Regions from separate parts of the Mus musculus genome. Here regions 1 and 2 are each linked to region 3. Evidence: chromatin contacts called from public promoter capture Hi-C data. All regions are on one chromosome and are shown on one strand. Each heading gives the region's core, a stretch centred on a gene start, on an enhancer-like site or on the middle of the called end of the contact. The rest is flanking DNA. Distances are from core to core; before and after follow the strand shown.

What was found. Capture Hi-C pulls out chosen DNA fragments and counts their contacts.
Region 1: a promoter capture Hi-C map of adipose tissue shows a contact between it and region 3, with 4 times the contacts expected there. The contact joins the promoter of Nepro here to the promoter of Zbtb20 in region 3. A contact is called at or near these places in 1 of 39 promoter capture datasets (liver) and 2 of 9 other capture datasets (adipose tissue and liver).
Region 2: a promoter capture Hi-C map of adipose tissue shows a contact between it and region 3, with 3 times the contacts expected there. The contact joins the promoter of Usf3 here to the promoter of Zbtb20 in region 3. A contact is called at or near these places in 1 of 39 promoter capture datasets (cranial neural crest) and 1 of 9 other capture datasets (adipose tissue).

The regions. Positions count from the first base shown.
Region 1 is chr16:44,722,369-44,725,784 of GRCm38.p6, reverse strand. It overlaps Nepro (nucleolus and neural progenitor protein), which reads right to left and starts at 1,484. Exons shown (of 9, transcript NM_145972.4): 1 at 1,317-1,484. The coding sequence starts at 1,422.
Region 2 is chr16:44,171,483-44,174,928 of GRCm38.p6, reverse strand. It overlaps Usf3 (upstream transcription factor family member 3), which reads right to left and starts at 1,532. Exons shown (of 8, transcript NM_001029889.2): 1 at 1,419-1,532.
Region 3 is chr16:42,906,029-42,909,670 of GRCm38.p6, reverse strand. Zbtb20 (zinc finger and BTB domain containing 20) reads right to left here and starts at 2,026. Exons shown (of 11, transcript NM_001285805.1): 1 at 1,950-2,026. All of the region lies in intron 1 of Gm19522 (predicted gene, 19522), which reads left to right.

The DNA.
Region 1 (3,416 bases), core at 235-2,734, 1.8 Mb before region 3:
GTAATGACAGCTACGGTCATTTGACTGTCAAACCAGGCACTGTTACAAATGCTTCGTGGTATCAACCTTTTCATTTCCCCAATATGGCCAAGAAGCTGGTACTATTTTTTATCCCCATTTTTGACTGGGGTAAAACCTGTCTTAGAAATAACAAAAAGTAACTGACAGTCATAGGACCAAAAGCAGCTTCAAAAACAAAAAGTTGGATGTAACCGTGAAAACTACAGTATTTCGTAGCTGTGTCTCCCGGTAGCTGAATGTCCCTTCGTGATTAAACATCCTTCAAGCTTAGGTAGGCTGCTCTCGCTCTGGCGCACACCTTTAATCCCAGCACTGGGGAGGCAGAGGCAGGGGGACTTCTAAGTTCAAGGCCAGCCTGGTCTACAGAGTGAGTTCCAGGAAAGCCAGGGCTACACAGAAAACTCAGTCTCAAAAAACAAAAACAACAACAAAAAACTAAGGCAACCCAGGTATTAACTCACAATTCGAAAGACCCCCACCTCATTATAATATTTAGGTTTGAATATTTTATTACGTTTTGGGGGGGTCGGGGTTGTAGCACAGCATTAAATCCAGGGGGAGATGTAGAACATATTACTTGCAGAAGTTGGTTCTCGCTTTTTACCACGTGAATCCTGAGAATCCTCATTTCGGCTTGGCCATACGCATGGGCCCATCTTTTCGTCCCACCCACCCAATAGGCTTTTCTAAAGGATCATGGGAAGAACGTTCCAAACGAGAGCCGGCCCGTGATTTGGGAGCGGGTAAATCAAATCGCCCGATCCCTCTTATATGGTTAACACCTCCACAGCATATATACTAACAAACTAAATTAAAACTCACAACACAGACCCCACCCCCACACACATCTCTTTGCGAGTCCCTGTTTTCTAAACAAACTGCTCTAACTATCTCATTTTTCCCCACTTGAGAAGAACCGAGAGACCAGAGTAACTCCCTCGCCCAGTAAGGGGAAAACGAGCTCTTGTATTTTAGAGACAAGCCGGAGGTCCGAAGCCCCGGCGTACGGTACTTGGGTGACAGCCCCGATCCTTGGGGACAGCACAGGACCCAGGCAGCGTTTGGGGGCTACACATGCAGGGCCGGGACTAGTCGTGCTCTCCTGTTCCAGCACAGTCACGGCGAAGCCCAGGCGCTTGCCAGCAATCCTCATGCCACACTATCCAGGCCGGACCTTCCGCCTGGCGCTCCCCTTCCCGGCGTGCCCCGCGCTCAGGAAGTCCCACCCCGTCCCACGTGAGCCCGCCCGCCGGTTCCCGGAGACACGCTAGGACTTCCTTGCCGGCCACACTCACCCAGGGTGGCGCTGGGGTCCCGCACGGTCAGCGTGCTGCAGTTCCCCGCCTGGGGGATCCTCACGCGGTTCCACGGCTCCGCACCCGGCCGCACCGCAGCGGCCATCTCGAGCGGCGTGGGAGGGCCGGGGAAGGCCGAGCGGAGCGTGAGCGAGTTGAGCGGCCTGGGCAGGAGAGGGAGGGAGGGAGGGGACGAGGGCGGAGCGGGGCGGGCCGGAGGTGTGGGGCCCGCCCCGGGGCGGAGTCACGGCCCGTTAGACCCGCTGGGAAAGGAGAAACGTGTTAGAGTATTCTGAGGCTCCTACATTTTTAGAGCAACTTCGAAGCTATGCATTTTACTGATGGATCCGAGTGAGGCCCAGCCTTTTAACTCTTACTCGGATATTTTGAAAAGAAGAACTCGCATCATATCAGCAAATGTGACATTCGTCACGTAGTCACGATTTATTTGGAGTAGTCAAGGAAAACTATATAGCTTGGATATAGCTCAACTTCAATAATTACAAAAAACCCAGAGGTTGTCTTGACCACCCATTATCACCGTCATTTTCTCCGACAAAATATTCCAGGCTCTGCTGGTTCTGATCACTGATTACTGGTGATTGTTCGTTTTAAGTCCTTGGGGCCTTCTTGCTTCTGTTCATAAGGTTTCTTTCGCAGGGTGGAGAGGAGCAGTTGGTGGGCATTAAGTGAGACTGCCAAGTTGCTTCATTATGTCTGCGGATTACCATATATTATCCCAAAAAGGTAATTTCTTCAGACCTCAGTGTGCTTGGGGGTAAAGACTTCTTAGAACAGTGCCTGCTGTACAAATTTTTACTCTTACTAGACGTATTTAACGCAAGTAATCTTGCCCTACTGAGATGCTCTCTGTCCTGTGTGTTCCTTACAGATAATTGCTCGTTTTTGTTTTTGTTTTTTTGTTTTTTTTTTTTTTCTGTTTTTTTGGGTTTTTCGAGACAGGGTTTCTCTGTATAGCCCTAGCTGTCCTGGAACTCACTCTGTAGACCAGGCTGGCCTTGAACTCAGAAATCCTCCTGCCTCTGCCTCCCAAGTGCTGGGATTAAAGGCGTGTGCCACCACTGCCCAGCTTAATTGCTCTTTCATTTGAACCATTTTGAAACAATCTCACTTCTTCAGTCAGCTCTGGGATCACTATCTTTAATAACACTTCGTAAACTATCCTCACACCATAACGACTTAAATGCCCCTCTAATGCACTACCAAATTACCTGTGTGTTAGTTTCCTATTTGGGCTGTAACATATTACCACAGACTTAACAGAATCAACATAATGTTTCTGGACTTGTGGAAGACAGAAGATATTTTAGTTGGAGATGTGTCGTGTGTGCACGTTGGAGGCTAAGGGTAGTGGTCAGGGTCTTCCTTTACCACTACCCACCTTTGCTTCTGAGTCAGGCTCTCCCGCTGATCCTGGAACTCAGTGTTTGGTGATCAGTCCCCAGAGGCATCCCTTCTCCATCCCAACCCTCTGAAACGCCTTCCTAGCCCCAGTTCAGTCTTACTGAGCTAAAATTAGCTGTTTAATGGGCTGTTTCCTTCTGAGGGCTTTAAAGAAGAGTTTCCTTGACTTTTCCAGACTTTTAGTGGTTGCTGCATTCTTTGGCACATGTCCACATCCTCCATGTTCAAAGTCACTACAATAGCATCCTGCAATATCTCCCCCTGTTCAGAGACAAGGAGAGATAGACTCAAGTGTTTAAGTAAAATAATCCACTTGAACATTAAAAAAGCTGTATTATGAGCCAGAAAGAAAAGATAAGGCAGCTGTAGACAGAGATATATTTGTGATGCAATGATAGAGATAAGGAACGAAAGAATGAGAGGTCTGTGTTTTCCTAAAGGAAGATTCACGGTCATAATGAAGAATAGAGAGAAGGGAATGGTGTTCTATATTCTATGAGCAATACATACTGAAATTGAAGCTTCTAGGAACTGGGCACATGGAAGAAGTACAGGATAGTTTTTAAGTCATGCTTGGAAAACTTGTAGACTCTAGAGAAGGACTCATAGACACAGATGGCCACCAAATATGTAAAACCTTACATACCTTAATAATCCAAGAAATGAGTATTACAA
Region 2 (3,446 bases), core at 283-2,782, 1.3 Mb before region 3:
ACATGTGTGTGTTTCATACAAAACTAGCTCACTGTAAAATCTTTTTTAAAAAAACTTCTGTGATGTTCTATAGACGACTAGGGTAGAAAATAACTATTCTAGGTGGCCCTTACCACACTGAATGGAAATGCTTTTGTATCAAAAGAGTTCTACATTTCATCAATGCACAGACTACTACAATCACCAAACTACTAAAGCTAATCTATACAAAAGTCATAATGTTTAGACTACTGCCCAACCTTTTGACATTGTGACACAAACTTGTCTTTACAAGGTTCACTCTCTGGAACCATACAATGAAATTAAGAAAGGAAAAAAAGAAACCCTCAAGGGATTGGATATGTTTTCAATTTTGGGTTGGACCACTTTTATGTTCATTCTGGGTCACAAGTGGCTGTTGGCCTTTGGCATGCTTCTTGATACAGCTTTCATTCACAACTCTTGGCTTCTCAATGAATCTTCCTCAGTTTGCAACAAATACGTTGTGTATTTCCCAAGCAAATGGAAACATAGTATCCATACAGCAAGTCAAGTGTTCTGAGGGAAAGGAAAAGGTCACCGAGGAAACTGTCGGCCCTGCAAAGAGCAGATCTGACTGGCCATGGGGAAAAGCTACTGCAGGGTCCACTTACTCATCAAAGTTTCCTTTAAGACTCTGCCACTGTTACCCATAAAGTCGGCCAGACCTATCATGTTTGTTAATTCACTCAACTTAGTGGTAAAATGTTATCTGAACATTAGTTGGTTTTGGCAGTTAGTTTTTTGTGGTCTCTTATCTACAGATGAGGTCAATAAAAGCAAAAAAGACCCCACAGAGAGAAGAGAACTCTATCCCCAAAATGCCCAACCTCAGCCAAGCGTCCAGAAACCTCATGCTTGTTCAGGAAATTTGAAATCGGACAAGAATGCCATTCGCATGGACCAGTGCTATTCAGAAGCAAAAAGATGGGCTTCTAAAAAGAAAACGTCAGCCTAACTCTCCGACACAGAGGTGAAAGTTACAAAAGCAAGCAGCGAGTTTGACGAGTGGATCAGAAGGAAAGTCAGAAGACAAGTAAAGAGATGGAAGGGATGGCAAAAGGTGAAGGAGGCTAGCAAAGGCCACCCGGTGGGGACCTGGCTGCCCAGCTCTTTATGCACCCAGGACAGCATGGGGCCTCTGTCCGCCGGCGCGCACCGGGAGCAGGGCGAGCTCCCTCAGGCCTGGCACCCAGGGTGCGAGCATGCCGGAGTGAAGAGAGCGATCGCCCCGGGATAGGTGGGGAGTTCTGGGGACCCCAGGAACGAGGGGCACTCAGCCTAGCCCTCACCTCCCGCGGCTAGGAGGGGGTGGGTGGAGCTGAGCCCGGGGCCGCCCCCCGGAGCCGCCCCCGCAGCCGCGGTCCCGGCTGTCAGCGCCCCCTCCCGCGGCCACTCACCCGCCGGTGACGCGCTCCGGGCCACGGCGGCGGCGACCCCCGCCTGGGTCATGGTCCCAGGAGCGGAAGGCAGCGGTGTCTGGCCGTCTAGGCGAGCCTCTGGGTCCGCGGCCGCCCCCTGCTTCTGCGGGGCTGGGGGAGCGCGGGCCCGGGCCCTCCTCTCCCCCCGCCCCCGCCGCCTCTCCTCGCGGCCACCGCCGCCGCAGCGAGCCCGAGCCCTCGAGGCCGGAGACCCGGCGGCAGCACGGCCTCAACTTTCCCAGCCCCCCTCCCCCCGCCCCTCCCGCCCCTCCCGCGGCCGCCGCTCGGCACGCGCACAGCCTAGCCTGGATGCGCCTCGCTCCCGCCCCGACCAACCGGCCGGCCAATCCGGTGCTGGGGAGGCTGCCACCGTGGCCAGTCAGAAGCCGGGATTCCGCTGCGCTAGGCTGGAGGGCGGGAGGAGAAGGAGGGAAAAGCTAGGAGGGAACAGGCCTCGGGCGGCCCAATGACCAAGGCCGGGGGGCGGAGGTGTGCAAGTTGGGTTGAAAGAACAGGAAATATTCTTAAAGGTAGAGTGACAGGCAGAAAGGAAAGCCAGTAGGTGGATGAGAAAGAGGTGGGCCTGGTTCCTTAAAGGGGACGCTTTGAGAAGCTAGGAAAAAAAAAAAAAAAAAGAGGTTTTTAAGAAACTTCCTCGCACCCTGTTCTGTATTATGCTTATGGCAGCTTTCAATGCAAGCGTAGAAATGAAAAAAACTGAAGAGGAGGAGAGTGGCAAAAGATAGACAAGTACCTTTAGCCTGGAGGGTTAGAAGGTGGTAAATGAAGGTGGAAAATCCAGTCCTATGTGACTTCCCTCAGTGCACTATCTTTGGATATTGGAGACTGCAGGAATTCGTATACGGTGGACTCTTGACGTCCTTTATTTGCACGAAGCCCGTTTTCAGAAAGGTTCTGCAGTCCCCTGCTAAGGAAGTGAGTGCGTGGCTTTGGGGGATGGGATTGGAACCTTAAATTTAGGCTACTAGACACCCTTATTTAGGACCGGAGACCTCAGCGTCCTCTAAAGTGCCTTTGGAGCTCTTGAACTATCCAGCTATCTTTTTCTAGTTTTGTTTCATTTCACAAGCCCGCCTCCCCGAGACAGGTGTCTGATTCTCCACCTAGTGGTGGTGAAAGATTTATGAGCTTTTCACAACCAGATATAGCCAATTGGACTGGAACGCAGGGCATAATAGAAATACTACTTGAACCTATGTACAGTAGAAACAGACCTTGCATTGAGAAAAAGGTTAACAGTAACCCCGTTTTATGTTTCCTCCGCACTTTGAAAATCTGTGATAAAATAGGCCCTTACTGTTACTTCAAATTTGGTGCTAATAGGCAGTTTGATTTCTTTTTCACTTCCTTGTCCCATCTGGGCCAGGCCAGTGAGTTTTTTTGTTGTTGTTGCTGTTTTTCGAGACAGGGTTCTCTGTGTAGCCCTGGCTGTCCTGGAACTCACTTTGTAGACCAGGCTGGCCTTGAACTCAGAAATCCGCCTGCCTCTGCTTCCCAAGTGCTGGGATTAAAGGCTTGCACCACCACCCACCGCCCAGCTTGCTAGTGAGTTTTAATTAACTTTTGAATACGTTTGTCATTCCCTAGTCCCTAGCAGCAGAGACCTTAGGATCAGATCTGTAATAGTAATACTAATAATACATCCATGAATCTATAATGTTAATATATGTCCAGCTACACGAAATCATTTCGATGTCAGTATAAATATAAGGTTTTATGGGTAACACATATCAAATCCGGGCTACACGTAACTTCCTGAACTATAATAAATTAATTCTAATTTAAAATAAAAAAAAAATTTGGCCAGGCAGTGGTGGCACATGCCTGTAATCCCAGCACTTGGAGGCAGAGGCAGGCAGATTTCTGAGTTCTAGGCCAGCCTGGTCTACAGAGTGAGTTCCAGGACAGCCAGGACCGCACAGAGAAACCCTGTCTCAAAAAAAACAAAAAACAAAAAAACAAAACAAAAAAAACCCCTATATATAT
Region 3 (3,642 bases), core at 777-3,276:
ATACATATGCACAAAAGATGATTGATCAAACAGTCTGTGAAAGATTTCTTTTATCTAAAAGAGCATCTTAGATAATTCTTCAAGAGATAATACCAAAAATAACAGGTGTACGACACAGACACACTTCTGACCTATTAGTTCTGAAACAACTTTTTGGATCACAGTCTGAAATGGGAAAAATTCTGTTCACAACACCAACTATGCACAGTGTTAATACACGTTTCCTAAAGCCTCCTTCAAACTTTCCATGGACCTTTGATTAAAAAAAAAAAAAAAAAAAAACAATCTCTGAAAGGGCCTGACTGAATGTACTTCAGGTCTGTATGCTCTTGGTCAGGGCTGGCCTTTCCAGCTGAAAAGACAGTGGAGAAAAAAAAAAAAACTAAATTAAAAGTCTAAGTATATTTTTTTTTTAAAGAAGCGGTAAAGAAGACTTTTAGTAGCAAAAGTTCACCGCCCTCCCCTAATAATGGATTTGAATAAACGCTTTACTAGGCTTGAACCTTGAGAGTGTGTTGTGGAGTCTGCTCTCGAGTCCCAGGTGGGTTAAGAATATTGCTTTCTGGACTTCTTTGTGTTGTCAGAGAGGCCTAATGGAATTAACAGGGGAAAGTCTGCTACTTATAGTAAATAAATAATGTATTACAAAAAGGTGATTGTTATTATCAAACATCTCCTCAGATCTGCATTCATTTCCTATCACTGCTCGTGTATATTCTGAAAACATTTATGTTCCTCTCTGTCTGACTTAATTTTTATCAGATGAATAAAAGTTCTGCTTTTGCACAAACCTAAATAGAAGTCCATCTAAAAGTATACTTCACATCCACCTTATTTAACTACTCCTTGAAATTTTGAAAAAGCACTATTCTAGAAAATTCCTCAACAATGCAAGCTGGTTTCAAGCATAGCTTTTTTCCCACCATGAAAAGAAAAAAGAAATAAAAAAAAACCTCAAATACATATTTGCAATAACAAATACATTATTTATGGACTCAAATATGTTAAGGGAATACTTACAGTTGTTGCACAAAATGGCCTGATACACTCCATAGCTTCCACTTTGTTAAAAAAAAAAAAAATGTAAAAAGGCCAGCCTCCACTCCTCCCTCCCTAAGCATAAACAAGCACTAACATACTAAAAGGAAACTATCCCAGGATAAAAACTTCTTGTTAAGAAAGTTTATACTCTTACTAACCACAGTAATACCCATATAAATGCAACAATCTATCTATAAAATAAAAAGTTAGAAAATAGCCACAATTTCTTTGAAACTATAACCCCCTGATGCACTATTTCTACATGTGTAGTAGCAAAAAAAAATAGTTCCTTGATTCTTGCCCACCCTGAGGGGCTACCCTTCACCTTATGTCCAATGTCATCAAATAAACATGCTAGCATAAAGTATGCAACCTGCTTAAAGGATCTATACTGTAAATATGGACTTTAAACTTCAATGTAAAACAAAGAACAAGAGTCTCATTTTGGTAGTACCCACACTGGCACTGCAGCTAAAACTCACTGGCAAATAACTAACAAAATCCAGTTAGCAATAAATAAGGACAACATGATATATAGACAGACAGATGGAATTGCATAAACAGACGAGAAAAGCAAAGAGACAAACATACGGAGGAGTTTGTTTTAAAAGAGTGAACGATTCTGATTTACTCATTACTTTAGTAAGAAAAATAGGTTTGTTTGTAATTATTTTTAAACTAATAAAACTGAATCACAAGGTCACACCCTTAAATAATTAAGAAAATTAGTACAGGGTAGGCCTCCTATAGATGTTCCAAAATTCAAACTAGCATTAGCTCTGTCAAATTTAGATACAGAAATTAAAATTCAGGAAAGAAAGCCTAAAAGCACTGTGGAGTAAATAAGATGATAAATGCAAGGGGACTGAGGAGGCAGGGTTGTTTTTATGAAAGTTGTCTGCCCCTACCTTCTTCCCCAGCGCTGAGTTTCTCTTCTCATAATCGGTGTCTCCCTGGAAGTACAGTGTGAGTGGTAATGACTGCCTGCCTCCCTAATGAGTCCATTTTCCTGCTCTTGATGTTGTGTATATACACACACTGCAACCTACCTTACAAACCACAGAGACGGGAAGAGAGAGAGAGAGAGCAAGAGAGAGGGAGGGGAAGGGGGGCAGAGAGAGAGAGAGAAAGACAGAGACAGAGCAAGCAAGCCAGTGAGAGAGAAAGAGAAGGAGAGAGAGAAAGAAAAACAGAAAGAGAGAGAGAGAAAGGCACAGACAAAGCCCTCCTACCAGACAGCAGACAGCCCTCCTTCCCCTACCCAGGAAAACGCAACTCGTCTAATGCAGCAACAGGTTCAGCATTGCCAGACTAACAGAGGGAAAAGGTATATTCTCTATAGCATTACTGCTTGCAAAGAAACAGTTTAAGAGCAGCTGGCTCCACCTTCTTTATTTATGCTCCATTATGAGGAATGTATTGTTTCAGCTCTGGCACACAGTACGTGTGTAATTATCATAAATACATTTTTGCATATTAGCAGGAAATAAGGAATTACATAGCTTATTTGTGCAATCTTTCAAATTTATTTTTTGAATGTGAGAAAAATGTCAACAAATCTGCTCTGACAAAAGCTTAGTAATGATTTTAAAGTCAGAGCTGTCTTAAAGGAGACTGTAAGAAACAGACTCCATACAATAGGAAAACTGATCTCAGGCAAAACTGGTAACTGCAAAGAAGAAATCACTGTTCAGTAAATAAACCAAGACCATAAACAAAACTATAAGACAAAAACAGAATTAAGTTTAATTAACTTGCTAATAGGCTAGTACCCTAGAAGAAAGCAGACTGGTTTCTTGTTTGAAGCATCCAGCTACACAATGCAATGCAGTCTGTATTAACAGGTGCAATGCATTTAATACATAGTATACCAGAGAAATAAACCTATTAGGAGTTACCATTCAAGCAAGACAAAGTTCTATACAATATGGATCGGAAACTACAGTAAATAACCTTTCATCTTTTATTAGAAGTAAAAACTAAAACTGGTGCTTTTAAATAAACCTTCCTTGAAAGAAAAAAATGAAACTCTTTATACTATACCTTTAACCAAATTTTCACATGCACTAGCTCCAGGAAAATAGTGCTGGTTATATTACTGGTCCCACCACATGCTCCTCATAGCCTTTGCTAACTCCCAGGTGCCTTTTCTAAAGTGGTGATATATTTTCAGCTTTGGGATGATGAACATCAGAAAATAGAACTGGTTGGAAGTCTCTTTTTTTTTTCAAAACAACTCCTGATAAACCAAACTAACTAACTATCTATCTATCTATTTATCTATATATCTGAGTATTGTATCTGTGTAGATGCCCATCTTCCTTAATGTTGTTTATACAGTTTGACTATATAAATTGTATACATTTAAAAATTTTTAAAGAGTAGATTTTTCCAAAGGAATTCACACACATAAAATGAAAGGTAAGAGGGTGCACTTGACTTATTCTAATGCTATATTTTGATACCAATGACCTTAAATATATTATCTGCAAAACTATCCTTTTATATGGCTTAACTTACTACAAAATTCAAAATGTATTCCTTTACATAACCAAAATAATTTTACCATGCTGGGTGGAGGAATATATAGATCAGTTGGCA